4 separate regions of the Mus musculus genome follow, and regions 1, 3 and 4 are each linked to region 2. A link is a contact called in public Hi-C, HiChIP or PLAC-seq and promoter capture Hi-C data. All regions are on one chromosome and are shown on one strand. The core of a region is the stretch at or near the end of the contact, and the rest is flanking DNA. Distances in the headings are between cores, read along the strand shown.

Region 1 (3,230 bases), core at 443-2,942, 140 kb before region 2:
CTGGAAGTCACCAAGCAGGCTAGCTGGCTGACCAGCAAGCTTCAGGGATCCTTCTGTTTCTCTACCTTGCCAGAGCTGAGACTATGAGTAGGTGGTACCACACCTGTCTTGCACACATGTCTTGCGTGCATTGTGGGGATTAAACTCAGGTCCTCATACTTGAAAGGCGAATACTTTACTGACTGACCATCTGGTCAGCCCCTCTTCTACCTCTGAAGAGCCTGTGGCTTGGGGTTTGGCTTGTGTTCTTTGCTCAGTCATGTGTCTCCTCCTTTGCTTTCTTTCTTGGTTCCAGAATGCTACTGCTATCATTGTCTTCTCTCGTAAGATCTTCCCACAAAGCATCTCTTTAAGACCTTGTACATGGGGGAGTGAGTGGAGGTTTAAAGGCAGGGTTGCCATCCATTTGTGCTGCCTCAGCTTACTCTCATGCCTGTCTTTTGCCCGAGGCCATGCCGAGAGCTTGGTCGGTCTTATGTGGAATGACACGTCAGTGAGTTTTGATGAAAGCTCAGCCTCACCCAAACTGGTTCTTGCAGCAAGAAATATTTAGTGACAGAGATCAGGACAAATGGACAGCCTAAACATTGGGAATCTGGGTAGCCTAGTGTAGGCTCTCTAACTTCTATATCTTAACCACTAGCATCCTAACCATCAGCATCCTGAGATTCATTCCATCAGCATCCTAACCATTAGCATCCTAACCATTAGCATCCTTTTGCTGTTTATATGTGGCATCAATCCTGCCATTTTTGATGCTAAGGATGAGTTGGTTTTAAGCCATTTTTGTTCACCATGGTAATTAGGCTCTGCTATGATCCACTTATGTCTCTCCCTTGGATTCTCATGTGCAGTGTTTGCCTCAACCCCTCATACTCATGGGTCTGAAGAATGGTAAATACGTAGAGGAGGAGGAGGACGAGGAGGAAGGGTATGGTGATTAATCTTCACTATCAATGTGACTGGTTTAGAATGCTGAGGAGACACACCTTTGGGTGTGGGGAACATGAAGGTTAGGAATCAACATTGAGTAAAGCTGGAGAAGAGGGGAAATGAGCTGAGCATGGCCCTCCTGGCTCTCTGCTTCCAGACTGGACCCAACATGATCATCTGTATCAGGCTACCTTGCCTTTCCCACCATGCCAGACTGGACCCTCTCAACATATCAGCTAAGATGAACTCCTCCTTTCTTAATGTTGGTTTTTGTCATAGCAATGAGTAAAGTAGCTGGTATAGTTGAGAAGGTTATGAGGGAGGCCATGGCCTTCCTTGGTGGCCAACTTTTCTCCTCTAATCTCCCACAGAAAGGAGCCCAGCCAAAAGAAAACTCAGCACAAGTGAAGCGAGCTACCCCTTCCTTTCCCTCCTCCCCTGCTGCCTCGTCCTATCCAGAAAAAGGGAGCTGACATCAGCACACATTTCGGAAGGACATCCCACGGAAACAGAGGTCCTTTACTCCATGGCAACGCATTAGAGCATCTTTATAAATACACACTTTACTATGTTACTAGAATGTTGACGGACAGTGCGTTTCACTGTGCCAGTGAAGAACATCTGCTAAAAATAAAGTCTGTGAAGATCGTTTTGCCTCGTACAATTCTGAGAAAGAGTTTCCACTAACAGAGTCCAGCCCCATTCCTTCCAAAAACTGACTCTGGTTGTCCTTTGTGGACCACAAGGATATAACCACATGGGTAGGACCAAAGGCAAAACAACAGAGTTTGTGGGGGTGAGTATTCCTCCTCCCACACTGAATTATGCTGTGGTGAATGTCAGCAAATGAGGTGGAATGTCAGCATCTGAAGACAAACTGATGCTGACATCAGCCCCTCTGTGCCCATAAATACAGGAGTGTTCTGCTACTTGCTATTAATCAGTAGGATGCTGGCCAGGGTCTTGACGACCTTTGTCATTAGAATGGAAGACTGAATGGTCTGTAACTTCTTACTTTTTGCTGTTCTGTGTTAAAATACTCCCAACGAGATCACACTAAGGGAGGAAGGGTTTATTTTGAGTCACATGTTACAGTCTGCATTAGTGGGGGAGTTTGGGCAGCAGCTGGTCACTTTGCAGATCAAAGGAAGCAGAGGGAGGGTAAAGATCAATCTATCCCTTTCACACAGCCCAGGATCTCAGCCTAGAGACTGGTCCCACAGTGGGTCAGTCTTCTTATCTCAATTAACGAGATCAAGATAATCTTCCAAAGGCATTCCCAGGTGCTTATCTCCTAGGTAATTCTAGGTCTCTGGCAAGTTGACAGTTGAGATTGAACAGCATGCATAGGGTCTATGAGTTAGAAAGGCCTGGTGATCAATAGGACTCTACAGTTGGCTGAATGGTGTGCTCTTGCTGGCCTCAAACTCACTATATATTTAAGGTTGCCCTTGAACTTCTGATCTTCCTGCCTTCACCTCCTGAGAGCTGAGATTCCAACCATGCACCATCAGGATTGGTTCATATGGCTGGGGGGGGGTGTATGTGTGTGTGTAGAATCCTGGGTTTTTTCCTGCATGTCAGGCAAGCACTGTATAAACTGACCTACATTCCCAGCCCTGGATTCATTTTTCAACACCCTGTAGTTTTACCTTGCACTTGGCTCCATGAATTTCTCTAGGTAGCCATACTGATCCAGGGATGGGGCAAGCCAGAATGGTAGGAGGACTCTCTGAGGGATCGAGCAGCGAGGGTTGAACAACCACCATAAAGCATTCTAATCTCCAAATGACTGGCAGCAACTAGAATATGCCATCTAGATCTCTGTCCTACGTGTGGGTGGCTTGATGTGAGGGTCCAAGAAAGAGCCCAACATTGACTGAGACAATCCTTTGGAGAAAGGACTCCTGGGCTTGGAGAGCGAGGGTCAGGGGGATGATCTGAGCCGTGTTGGTTGTGATACTTGGATACCTCCGTCTCTGCCTGTGCCCCACTTCATTAGTCTAGATTTTGAAGAGGAGGAAACAGAGACATGCTTTCTCTGTGGCAGGCGTGAAGCACAGCATCCCTTCTATTAGGACCAGAGGGAAAATTGGGTAGGTTCTACACATTCTAACACATACGCCTTCGTTTATAGACAGTCTGACTGTCTTCATTACTCTGAACTATGATTTTACTTCCCATAAGAAATAGTCCAGGCTGGCCCACTGGGTAAAAGCACTTACCCGCATGGTGAAGGAAAGAGCTGACCCTGAAGATTGTCCTCTGACCTCCACATGTGCACTGTGGTATACATG
Region 2 (2,939 bases), core at 278-2,777:
CAAAAAGAATGTATGTTTATGCAGCCCAGCTTACAATGGCAGAAAAGTAGAACTATTCTAACTGTCCCACAGAAATGGCAGTGAATTCCAGTGTATACACATTACAGAATGCTACAGTGATTATAGAGGTTAGGTTAGGTCAATGCCAGTCTCAGTGTGATGCTAAAAGAACCAACAAAATCAAAATCCCAGTAAGGAAGCAGGATGCAACGACTGGAAATCAACTACATCTAGGGCAGCTGCACATAGGAAAAGGCGTGTGGGTACTCACTGCTAGGCCTCTGGGGTGTGGACTTAAAAGAAAAGGCGTTGAGGCACTGAGTAACACATCTTAACCGCCCCAGATCTTAGTATTGTTCATATTAAAACACATATTACTTCTGCATAAACATTTTAGTAAATACTGTCTTGTTGTGTTGTCAAAGTTGGTCTCAAACTTATGATCCTCCTGCCTCTGCCAGCCAGAGATGACTCGGTGGGTAAAGGCACTTTCTACCAAGCCTGACACCTGACTTTGATCGCTGGGACCCACGTGACAGAAGGAGAGAACACATGATGGAAGGAGGAGACAAGTGTCTCTGAATTCCACACACATGCCTTGGCATGTGGATCCCTGACTTCTTCCCAAATAAAGAAATGCAGTAAGAAAGCAAAATAAAACAAAACAAAAAACTGCATAAGTCGTATGCTCATTGATGGGCGAAAACCAGAAGATACAAATTTTAAAGAATAAAAAGAGCACAAGAAATTTTCCCTTTTACAAGAAATTTTCCCTTTTAAGACAAACACTGATCCCACTTTGCCCTTTTAAACCCAGCCTGTCGGCTCCTTTGACAGAACAGCTTTTCCTCAAAGCTGACGTTACACACCACAAGGACATATTAAAAAAAACAAAAAAACCCAAAAAAACCCAAAAACAACAAAAACTGCATAAAGGTAAGGGGCCCAGAGGATATGGACCCAGAGGTAATCACCTCTCTTTCTAGTCCCATCTGTGTCACAGAGTTAAGAAGCAGGAGGAAACAGGTCTTGAAGCCTTCTGTGGCCCACCTGTGAGGGCACACTGGGAAGCTGACCAGGGTAAGCCTGTCAGCTGGGCTGTGAAGACATGCCCCCCTCCCCCCACAGTCCTTGTCAGTTCTCCTCAAAGTTCCCTTGGCTGGAGCAGGGTAGCAGCCCTAAGATAAGCAGTCTGTATTTTGGCTGCCTGAGGAATTCCAACCTTCCTGCCCCCACAGGCGAGTCCTGCATGTTTCCAAGGAGACCTGAACTCTGAGGAGTCCTCTGAGCAGCTGCCCAGGGCACTGGCTGCTCTGTGCGTCACACAGCCTGAGGTTTTCTTTCCTCAGTGTCTCAAGGGAAAAGTTGCCCAGATCTGTGGCTCAGTCCCAAGAGCCCAGGTTGGGCCTAGAATCTGAGACTAGTGAATCCATTGTAAGCAAATTCACTGCAGCTGGGAAGAGATGTAGGCCAGTCTGCCAGGCACTTGCCAATCCAAACAGAAATCTCCCCTTGCCAACCCAAACCCAAGGCCTTTCCTTTCTCTTGTCACTAAATAAATACTGTGGTGAAAATTAGTGTGCCCCAGTGCCCGGGTTAAGAGTTTGCAGGGGCAGGCGTGGGGCCAGAGGCTGCTCAGGCAGCCAGGCAGAGAAACAAGCCTAGGTTATCCTGAACACTTCCTTCTTGTTGAGCCTCAGGGGAAAGGGCAGTGGTTACCCCCATCACAGAGAAACTACAATAACCTTTCTGCCAACCCTTCCCCCCGACCTAACCTGTAAGTTCATCTTTAGTTTCCTTCCCGTTCACCTCTCCCAGCCCTTAGAAGTGCATGCATGCCTATGTCAAAGCGTCCTCTATGTACATAACATTATTGACAATGTGACATTCTGAGTCCTAGGACCTGATGGAAGGACCCCTTGTGTTTTCTGTCTTTGCACAGGAATGGGGAACTCAAACAGAGAGATGGGTGCATACATAGGGATGCACCATGTGGTGAGAGCAAGAAGCAAGGGTAGGATGAGGGAGGGTACACTACGTGTGCTGGGGAACACACGCTTTTCAGGAGTAGTAAAATACGGTCTGCAGCCTGGCTACCTGGTTTTGTAAATATTTTTGGATGCACATCCATTTGTCTACACTGGCTTTCACACTATATAGTAAGAGCTCAAGACCAATTAAGGCTGAAATAGTTACTCTGACCCTAGGGAAAGAGGGCTGGCCTGAGACTTGAAGGAGCAGCAGGATTCAGCTCCAGCGTCACAAGGAAGGCAGAGAAACAACATCTGCAAACCCCAAGAGGAGATGGAGCCAGCTGACCAGCTGCGGTGAGAGGTGATCGGTGGCCTTCTGAACTTGCTGAGGATTCGGGCCCAAGTTGGAAGATGAAGAACTGAGCCCCGAGCACTCACCCTCACCGCTCCTGAAGAACTCTCACTGGCTTCACGAGAAGTGCCTAGCACACTGCGGCTGGGCGCGCTCCCTCAGTGGAGCTCCTGTCCCACCACCCTTTGCCTGTCCCCACCTGAGTCCACAGCAGTCATCAGGCCATGTGAGGAAGCATCCCGATACACCTCTGACTTATCTTTATACTCCAAGAGCAGCAGGCCATTTCTGATTTACTCTTCAATTTACTCTTACCTGCTTACTGCCTATTTCCTCAGTGTAAAGGCTCTGAAATCTGCCTCCTTCTCAGGACTAAAGAACTCCATTAACTACAGACAAGAAACAAGTGTAGACACAAAACCTGCAAGGGATCCCCTCACCCCAAATTCCCAACTGCTCCCACACTGTGTACGCTGAGAGGACTTCATCTTCTCTTATTGTACTCTTTATTTGATTAATATTCTCATAGCTTGTTCTTAATCCTATGACCTCTCCCTCCATCTACACCTCACACCTGTAGTTTTTACAGGAGATGGGCGCTAAAACCTGTGTCT
Region 3 (3,405 bases), core at 890-3,389, 260 kb before region 2:
CACCAAGGACTCCGTGGCTGCAGAGCACCAGAAGAGCCGCGTGAATCCCTGCCACGTGGATAAGTTCTGCCTGTTCACAGCTTCCTCTCAGGAGCTTTTGGGGCCAGGAAATTTTAAAGTTTGGTTTTGCTAAGGAGGTCTAGAGAAGTCCTGTAATGTATTGTGACTAGATCACCTGCTTCATCCCAGCCTGGGGACAACCCTGGTAGCAAAGATGTCAGAACCAATGTTCAGAGATCAGGTTTCCAGGCAGTGGGGGACAGGCAGACAGAAATGTGGCACTTGAAATCACCAATGAGCTCTGTTTAGGACAGATTCTGTTCCAAACTGCACACATTTGCACACCTGCATACATGCACACGCGCACATGTGCACACCTCCTTGGTTTTCAGAGTTTCTGGACTTCAAAGAAGCAGAGCAGACTGTAGAAAGCCTCTGCTGGGGGTGGAGGCTGGGGGTGGGCCCTACCGGAACCTGGGCTGGGTGCACAGGCTACAGTGCTCCGGAGTGTGAGCAACATAGGTGCAGGCAGAGCTCCCACCCTGACCCCTTCACACAGAGCAAAGAAGTGCCAAGTCTTCCTTCAGCAGGCACTCCTTGCCCTCAGACCGGATCTGTGAAGAGTTAAGGACAGGTGGGGGATGGGCTGGGGATGGGGTGGTGGTAGTGGTGGTGGTGTGTCCCTGCCTGCACCCCAGAAAAGTACTTCAACACAAGTCAGAGTGAATCAGAGTTAGTGAGTTTATTAAGCAGAGTTAAGAGGTAAAACATTAAGCACTGATGAGGGAGGGGGAGGCAGGAAGGAGGAGAGGGGGAGGGGAGAAGGAGATGGAGAGTGGGGGGGGCAGGGGGAGGGGGGAGAATATGAATGGCCACTAGGAAAAGAGTGTCCACAGCTCCGACGTTGAGGGCAGGTTTTCTAGAGGAAGTCACACTACTGCACCAGCACAGTGGCACTTTGCAGGATCCTGCGGTTTTTCTAAATTATGCCATTCAAAGGATGCAATTACCACAAGCCTTAAAGATTAAGCAAAGTTTAAAACTTAAGTGAAGTTTAAGTTGGGTGTGGTGACACATGCTTCCCCCCCCCCCCCCCAATCTCGACACTCGGGAGGTGGAGACGGAGGATCAGGAGTTCAAGGTCACCCTCAATCACACAGAGAGTGCCTAGCTAGCTTGGGGTACAGAAGCTTCAGACTGTTCCACCCTGCTGACATTCTCCACCACCACCCATTAAAAAAAATTAAGTTTAGAAAGTGAACAGTTTACTTACGTGTCTTAAGAGATTACGAATGAATTTGCAAGGTAAGGTTTTATGAGGCGTGTTTAGATTTAGAGAGGAGAAGACGCTGATCCTGGTAACTTTAAGGCCACAGCCCTCGACCCAAAGTGTGCACCATGTGTGTTTTAAACACCCATGTTTGCTATGGATTCAAGAAGACAAGCCCAACCTCAATTGACAGTTTCGGCTTGATCAACAGGATTGCAGTTTCTGGGCACAGCCAGCAGGCATTGCACACTGGGTCCCAGGGTGAGGAAGACCCGTCCTTTTTTTTTTTTTTTTCCTGTGTCTCTCTCCTGCCTCACACATCCATATGCTGGAACTAGAGCTGCAGAGATGGGAGTAGACACACCCTCGGGCTTTACAGAGGAGAGAACGCTGAGTGAGGGAGCTGTGAAGGTTCACACAGCTCAAGGACAAGGCGTTTTCACGCTGAGAGTTGAGATGCTTAAAAGTCAGTGGCCTGAAGAGTCTTCAGTACCTACCTCCCGGCCACAAGGAGCCTTCTCTCCCTAACCTCCAATACTGTCCCAACCAACACGGGAAAGCTTCCCTGGCTCTGGGGGAGGAAAGGGGTCACGGAATTACGCCTCAGCCTCTCCCCAGGAGTGCGCCCCAGCCCCTGAGGTTTGCTTAGAGCTAGATCAGCCAGCTCCTGGCAGACTGGGCCGTTTGCGTGTGGGCGCTCTGGAGTCCCCTCCCCGCCCCGCGTCCCCTTACCCCCACAGCTGGCGCCTTTCTCCGTGCTTCCATCCCCCCAGCAGCTTCCCTCCCGCCATCCGCCCCTCCTTGCTTGGTCCCCCCACCCCACCCCAGGCGCCCTGGTCCCTGTGTGGGCTTTGACTCAGCGCCGGGAGCCTGGCTTAGGCAAACCACGCCGCACTGGACGCCGTTCAAGCTTTTACAGGCCCTCAAATTGGGGCTGGAGCCGGAGAGGAAATACTAAAATCCTGTGTACACAACTTCTGTCTGTGCGCGCAGCCCGGGTTCCAGGAGAATCCAGGCAGCGAGGGACACATTTGCGCTGTGTGTAAGGGCTCCTTCCCCCACCCCAGCTTTTAACAAGAGAACCAGGACTCTGGATGTGGGTGAGGGGAGGGTCCAGCAGAGCTGATGAGCTCTGATCCCCACACATCCTGTTCCAAACCTTCAGGACCATCAGCCAGAGACCTGCATGGCCCAGGATGGTTCCCAATGGGTCCTTGGAACCTGGGAAGGAAATAAACCACTCACCACCCTGCCCCTCTCTCTGTGACTGTGGGCAAGGGCCTCTACCTGCCCATCTGTAACACTGGGACAAAATGTTAAGGCATTTATATTTGTATCCATAGATTAGAACCACATTGGTCAGAGACGCTTCTGGCCCGAGTAACAATTAATACAGAGACTTAGAATTAGTCAAAGTGCTGATGCTAAGTGATTACGGAGAACTCAGGCCTAAATAGGATCAGCAAACCAACCTCCTCCCCCAAGGCTCAGAGAACCTTAGCAGAGGAAGGGAGACTGTGAGAGTCTGTGGATGGGGAGGGGAGCTGGGAACTGCTGAATTCCGGGAACTCACTTCATTTCTGTTGGGGTTACCAGCACAAGACCAAGCCGTAGGTCTGTCAGTTTCCCATCAAGCAGCTCTATTTGAACTCGGTGGGTTCGATGATGATGATGATGACGCCGCCGCCGATGACGATGATAACAGAAAAATTAAGAGGACATGAACATGGGAGGCAGGGATCGGGCAGGGGCATGATCAAGGTACACTGTATATGTGTGTGAAACTGTCAAAGAATAAATAGATGTTTTTTTTTTTGTTTTTTTTTTTTTGTTTTTTTTTTTTTGTTTTGTTTTTTGTTTTTTTTTTTGTTTTTTTGTTTTTTTTTTTTTAATGGTAAGCTACTTGGGAGTCTCCTGTGAAGGTTTCAGATGAACTAGGTAGGGAACTAGCTGGAGTCTGGTTGTATCAAGTGCTCACTAAAAGGCAGCGTGATTATTATATGGAGCTGACCCTTCAGAGCCAGTATCAGTTAATCAATCCTCACAGCAGCCTAGCAAGAGAATCTGTTAACAGCAATATAGAAAAACAGGACCCCCAAGACTCACCCAACACCATCCAACTGGGGGGGGGGCAT
Region 4 (3,011 bases), core at 335-2,834, 210 kb before region 2:
CTCGCCCCAGCGCCCTGCATCCTATGCTCTCCCCCAAAGTAGCTGTGGCATTTACAGAGCACCATCCTGTCACTCACTGCTCTTAGTGCTTTACCGTCCGTGCGTCTGGTCTCCACAGTGGACAAACCTTACTGCTTCTGGACTACAGATGAGGAAACTGAGGCACTGTGGAGTGGCTGGCCCAAATCACAAAGGTCCATGTGAACATCCTCATTTTGGGAGTCAAAATGGCTGGGATGGGTTTTGTCATGTCCCTTGCTAACCAGTTTTTCCCCACTTCCGGGGTTCTGTTAGTGGTTCTGGTTAGTGGTTCTGCTAAGGTCAGAGATCCCTGGAGTAGAAATCTATCACTTGAGATTAGTTTTCAAGCTATTAAAAGGGGCTGTCAATTACTTTTCAGTATGTCCCCCAAATTCAGTCTTGTCACTATTTCCACTCTTTGTGTGTCACCCCCAGCCATGCATGTCACACCTTCGTCTGTAGGCTCTGTCTTCATTCCCCTCTCTCCCGCCTGCCCATGGGTCTCTGCAGGACAGACTGAATGAGGACCCAGATCTTGTGGCTAATTTACTGCAGTGTAACCCAGGGTCGGAAAAATAGGCCCCAGGTCTTGAAGAGACCAATTCTATTTTAAATAACTTGTCTAAGGAACCAATCATAGCTGGATAAAACGACATGTGCATAAAAATATGCAAAGTAGTTTCACAATAAAAAGTAAAGAGACATAAATATTCTAATGTCTGGCAAAAGAGCCACCAAAAAATTATCTTCTTCTAAAGGAGCGCTAAGATACTAAGACCTCAGAAACTAATCATAAGTGTAAGTTTAAACTATCTTGTAAAAACACAGTGGAGGGCTGGAGAGGTGCCCCGTGGTGAAGGGCGCCTGCTGCTCTTCCAGAGTTTGGTTTCTAGCAGCCATGTTGGGTGGCTAACAGCAGCCTGTAACTTCACTTGGGAGATTCTGACGGCCTCTTCTGGCCTCCACGGGCACTCCCTCGCATGTGCACACATACACAGGTTACACAAACCAAAAACAAAGTCAATCTTTAGAGAGAGACAGAAACACAGACGCAACCTCACATCCAGAGCAGGAGTGAGGGGGGCTGCACAGCAGTCGGCAGTGGCTGCTGATTCCTGTTCCGAGTAGCCCTCATTTTCTTCCTAATAATGGGTATGTTTTACATTTATAATTGGATAACCTTTTTCTTTCCTGCACTATCACTAAATCCAGGCCCCTGTGTATTATAAGCAAGCATTCTACCATTTGGCTATATCCCTAATCTAAATAATTAAATAGGAAAAATAACTTTTAGGCACTGTGTGGTGGCACATGCCTTTAACCCTAGGCAGAGAGATCCTGTCCTAAAAAACAGAAACCAACCAAACAAACAAAACAACGCCCCCAACAACAAGAAGCCCCCAAACCAAACAAGTATGCAAGCAAGCACTCGCCCCCCCTTGAAGAGTCAGGAACATCACTGAACTCTAGGATGGCTGTTTCCTGCCTGTGCTGAGTTCTAACTGCCCTGGAGGCTGGCTGTCCTCCCAGGGCTCACTGTCCCTAAACTTTGTCCCCAAAGCCAGGTGTTGCCCTCCTGCCTTGCATCAGCCTACAGGCTCTGTCTTACAGTACTGGTTACCAAGCCCCCACCTCCACCTTTCCAAACCTCCTTCCTCTGCGAGGCCTGGCCAGTGACGGCAGCCCACACATAGGCCTTGGATCTAGGGTAAGCAATGCAGTTTGGACACTTGGCCATTTGTGATTTTGTTTCAACACCCCCAAGAGTTGAAGCAGGGGTGCTGAAGAGCTCCCACTGTTCCTCTCTGTCCCTGGAAGATTCTAGAGAAGCAAGGCTGGTTTGGAGCGCAGATACCTTATTACCACATCGAACTGGTTGAGGGCGTGACCCAGCTCTAGTCCGTGCAGGATGCCCCCGTTCCCAACAACCACACAGCGCTTGCAGGCCTTGGCTCTCAAGTGTTCAGGAAAGTCATGTTCGGGCAGCATATCCAAGAGGCTCTGGACTTTACTGGAGAACTTCCGGAATCCAAAAGGCGGGTCATACTTGAGCTCAGCTTCACTGGCCGTGGGGACCTTCTGCACAAAAGGCTCCAAGTTGATGCTGTACCTGTCCTCAAATAACAGAGCCATAGCCGTCTTCGCGTACCTGGGCCGACATTCCTTCTGCAAGACTTCCTGAGCATAGCTCTGAGCTCTCTGGAAGGGGATGACCAACATAGGCTTTAAAACCTCTCCAACATTAGAAATGACACTGTCTAGACATTTAGTCCTGTGATTACCATCTGATGATATACATCATTTACCTTTTAGGGTTAGTGTTTTCTCAGGAATGGGCAGGAACCAGAAGGCCATATCTTATGACAAGAACAGAAACTCTACAAGGCCATTACTTTCATTATGCCACTGAGGCAAACTGTCACCAGAAGATGGGCCCTAAGTTGGCTGACTGTACTTACCTGCAGTATGCATAGTGGTCAGATCTATAGAAAACACAAGGAAGAATAGTGGGACCAGGGACTGAGGAGATGCAGAGATAAGGAATGTGTCTGACAGTAACAAAAACAGTATTTTTGAAAGATTCTGGAGGGCCAGAAAGATGGCTCAGTAGGTAAAGATGCTTGCTGCTGACCTGAGTTTAATTAATCTCTGGGAACTCACAGAATAGAAGGAGTAAGCTTACTCCCCAAAGTGGTCCTCTGACCTCCGTACTGTGTTATAGTGCACACACACACATACACACACACACACACACACACACACACACACACGCATGCACCCAGTGGTATGTTTGCTTGGCATGTTGCAATGCTCTGATTTGGCCCTCAGGACTGGCTAAGATGGTAAATTTTGTTCTATGGCTTTGTGCCGTCTGGGAGACAATGACCTTCAGTGTTATCAGAGAACAAGTGTCCTGACCTCACAGAACTTGCTGGTTCCTGTGCACGTGCCCAGGGATGGTCCTCCTACCGAGGCCAGCTGCTGAGGCC

Evidence for each region. A called contact is a pair of places that touch in the nucleus more often than the background predicts. HiChIP or PLAC-seq counts read pairs in DNA pulled down with a chosen protein or histone mark. Capture Hi-C pulls out chosen DNA fragments and counts their contacts.
Region 1: a contact with region 2 is called in a Hi-C map of uterus, with 2.2 times the contacts expected there. The contact joins two enhancer-like sites. A contact is called at or near these places in 1 of 15 datasets of contacts at CTCF or cohesin (the NIH/3T3 cell line), 7 of 484 Hi-C or Micro-C datasets (bone marrow-derived macrophages, granulosa cells and uterus), 7 of 115 datasets of contacts at active chromatin or transcription factors (embryonic fibroblasts, epiblast stem cells, fetal liver and 4 more) and 4 of 9 other capture datasets (adipose tissue, embryonic stem cells, liver and 1 more).
Region 3: a contact with region 2 is called in an H3K27ac HiChIP or PLAC-seq map of the NIH/3T3 cell line, with 7 times the contacts expected there. The contact joins two enhancer-like sites. A contact is called at or near these places in 1 of 15 datasets of contacts at CTCF or cohesin (the NIH/3T3 cell line), 5 of 484 Hi-C or Micro-C datasets (bone marrow-derived macrophages, embryonic fibroblasts, liver and 2 more), 5 of 115 datasets of contacts at active chromatin or transcription factors (the NIH/3T3 cell line, embryonic basal ganglia, embryonic midbrain and 2 more) and 3 of 9 other capture datasets (adipose tissue, liver and pancreatic islet).
Region 4: a promoter capture Hi-C map of liver shows a contact between it and region 2. The contact joins two enhancer-like sites. A contact is called at or near these places in 2 of 15 datasets of contacts at CTCF or cohesin (the G1E-ER4 cell line and the NIH/3T3 cell line), 28 of 484 Hi-C or Micro-C datasets (the C2C12 cell line, the G1E-ER4 cell line, Kupffer cells and 18 more), 8 of 115 datasets of contacts at active chromatin or transcription factors (the HPC-7 cell line, embryonic basal ganglia, extraembryonic endoderm stem cells and 5 more) and 3 of 9 other capture datasets (adipose tissue, liver and pancreatic islet).

The regions. Positions count from the first base shown.
Region 1 is chr6:72,074,988-72,078,217 of GRCm38.p6, reverse strand. No RefSeq gene overlaps it. Among named protein-coding and RNA genes, the nearest start is that of St3gal5, 21 kb to the left of the region's middle. Within about 2 kb of position 1,692, at least 14 of the 459 cell types and tissues checked have an H3K27ac peak or open chromatin away from gene starts, as enhancers often do. A contact at or near this core is called in uterus, where this site is marked.
Region 2 is chr6:71,932,694-71,935,632 of GRCm38.p6, reverse strand. All of the region lies in intron 12 of Polr1a (polymerase (RNA) I polypeptide A), which reads right to left. Among named protein-coding and RNA genes, the nearest start is that of Polr1a, 25 kb to the right of the region's middle. Within about 2 kb of position 1,527, at least 131 of the 459 cell types and tissues checked have an H3K27ac peak or open chromatin away from gene starts, as enhancers often do. A contact at or near this core is called in the NIH/3T3 cell line, Sertoli cells, adipose tissue and 3 more, where this site is marked.
Region 3 is chr6:72,187,900-72,191,304 of GRCm38.p6, reverse strand. No RefSeq gene overlaps it. Among named protein-coding and RNA genes, the nearest start is that of Gm38832, 28 kb to the right of the region's middle. Within about 2 kb of position 2,139, at least 87 of the 459 cell types and tissues checked have an H3K27ac peak or open chromatin away from gene starts, as enhancers often do. A contact at or near this core is called in the NIH/3T3 cell line, adipose tissue and trophoblast stem cells, where this site is marked.
Region 4 is chr6:72,141,349-72,144,359 of GRCm38.p6, reverse strand. St3gal5 (ST3 beta-galactoside alpha-2,3-sialyltransferase 5) reads right to left here. Exons shown (of 7, transcript NM_001035228.2): 4 at 1,877-2,220. Among named protein-coding and RNA genes, the nearest start is that of Gm38832, 19 kb to the left of the region's middle. Within about 2 kb of position 1,584, at least 11 of the 459 cell types and tissues checked have an H3K27ac peak or open chromatin away from gene starts, as enhancers often do. A contact at or near this core is called in Sertoli cells and liver, where this site is marked.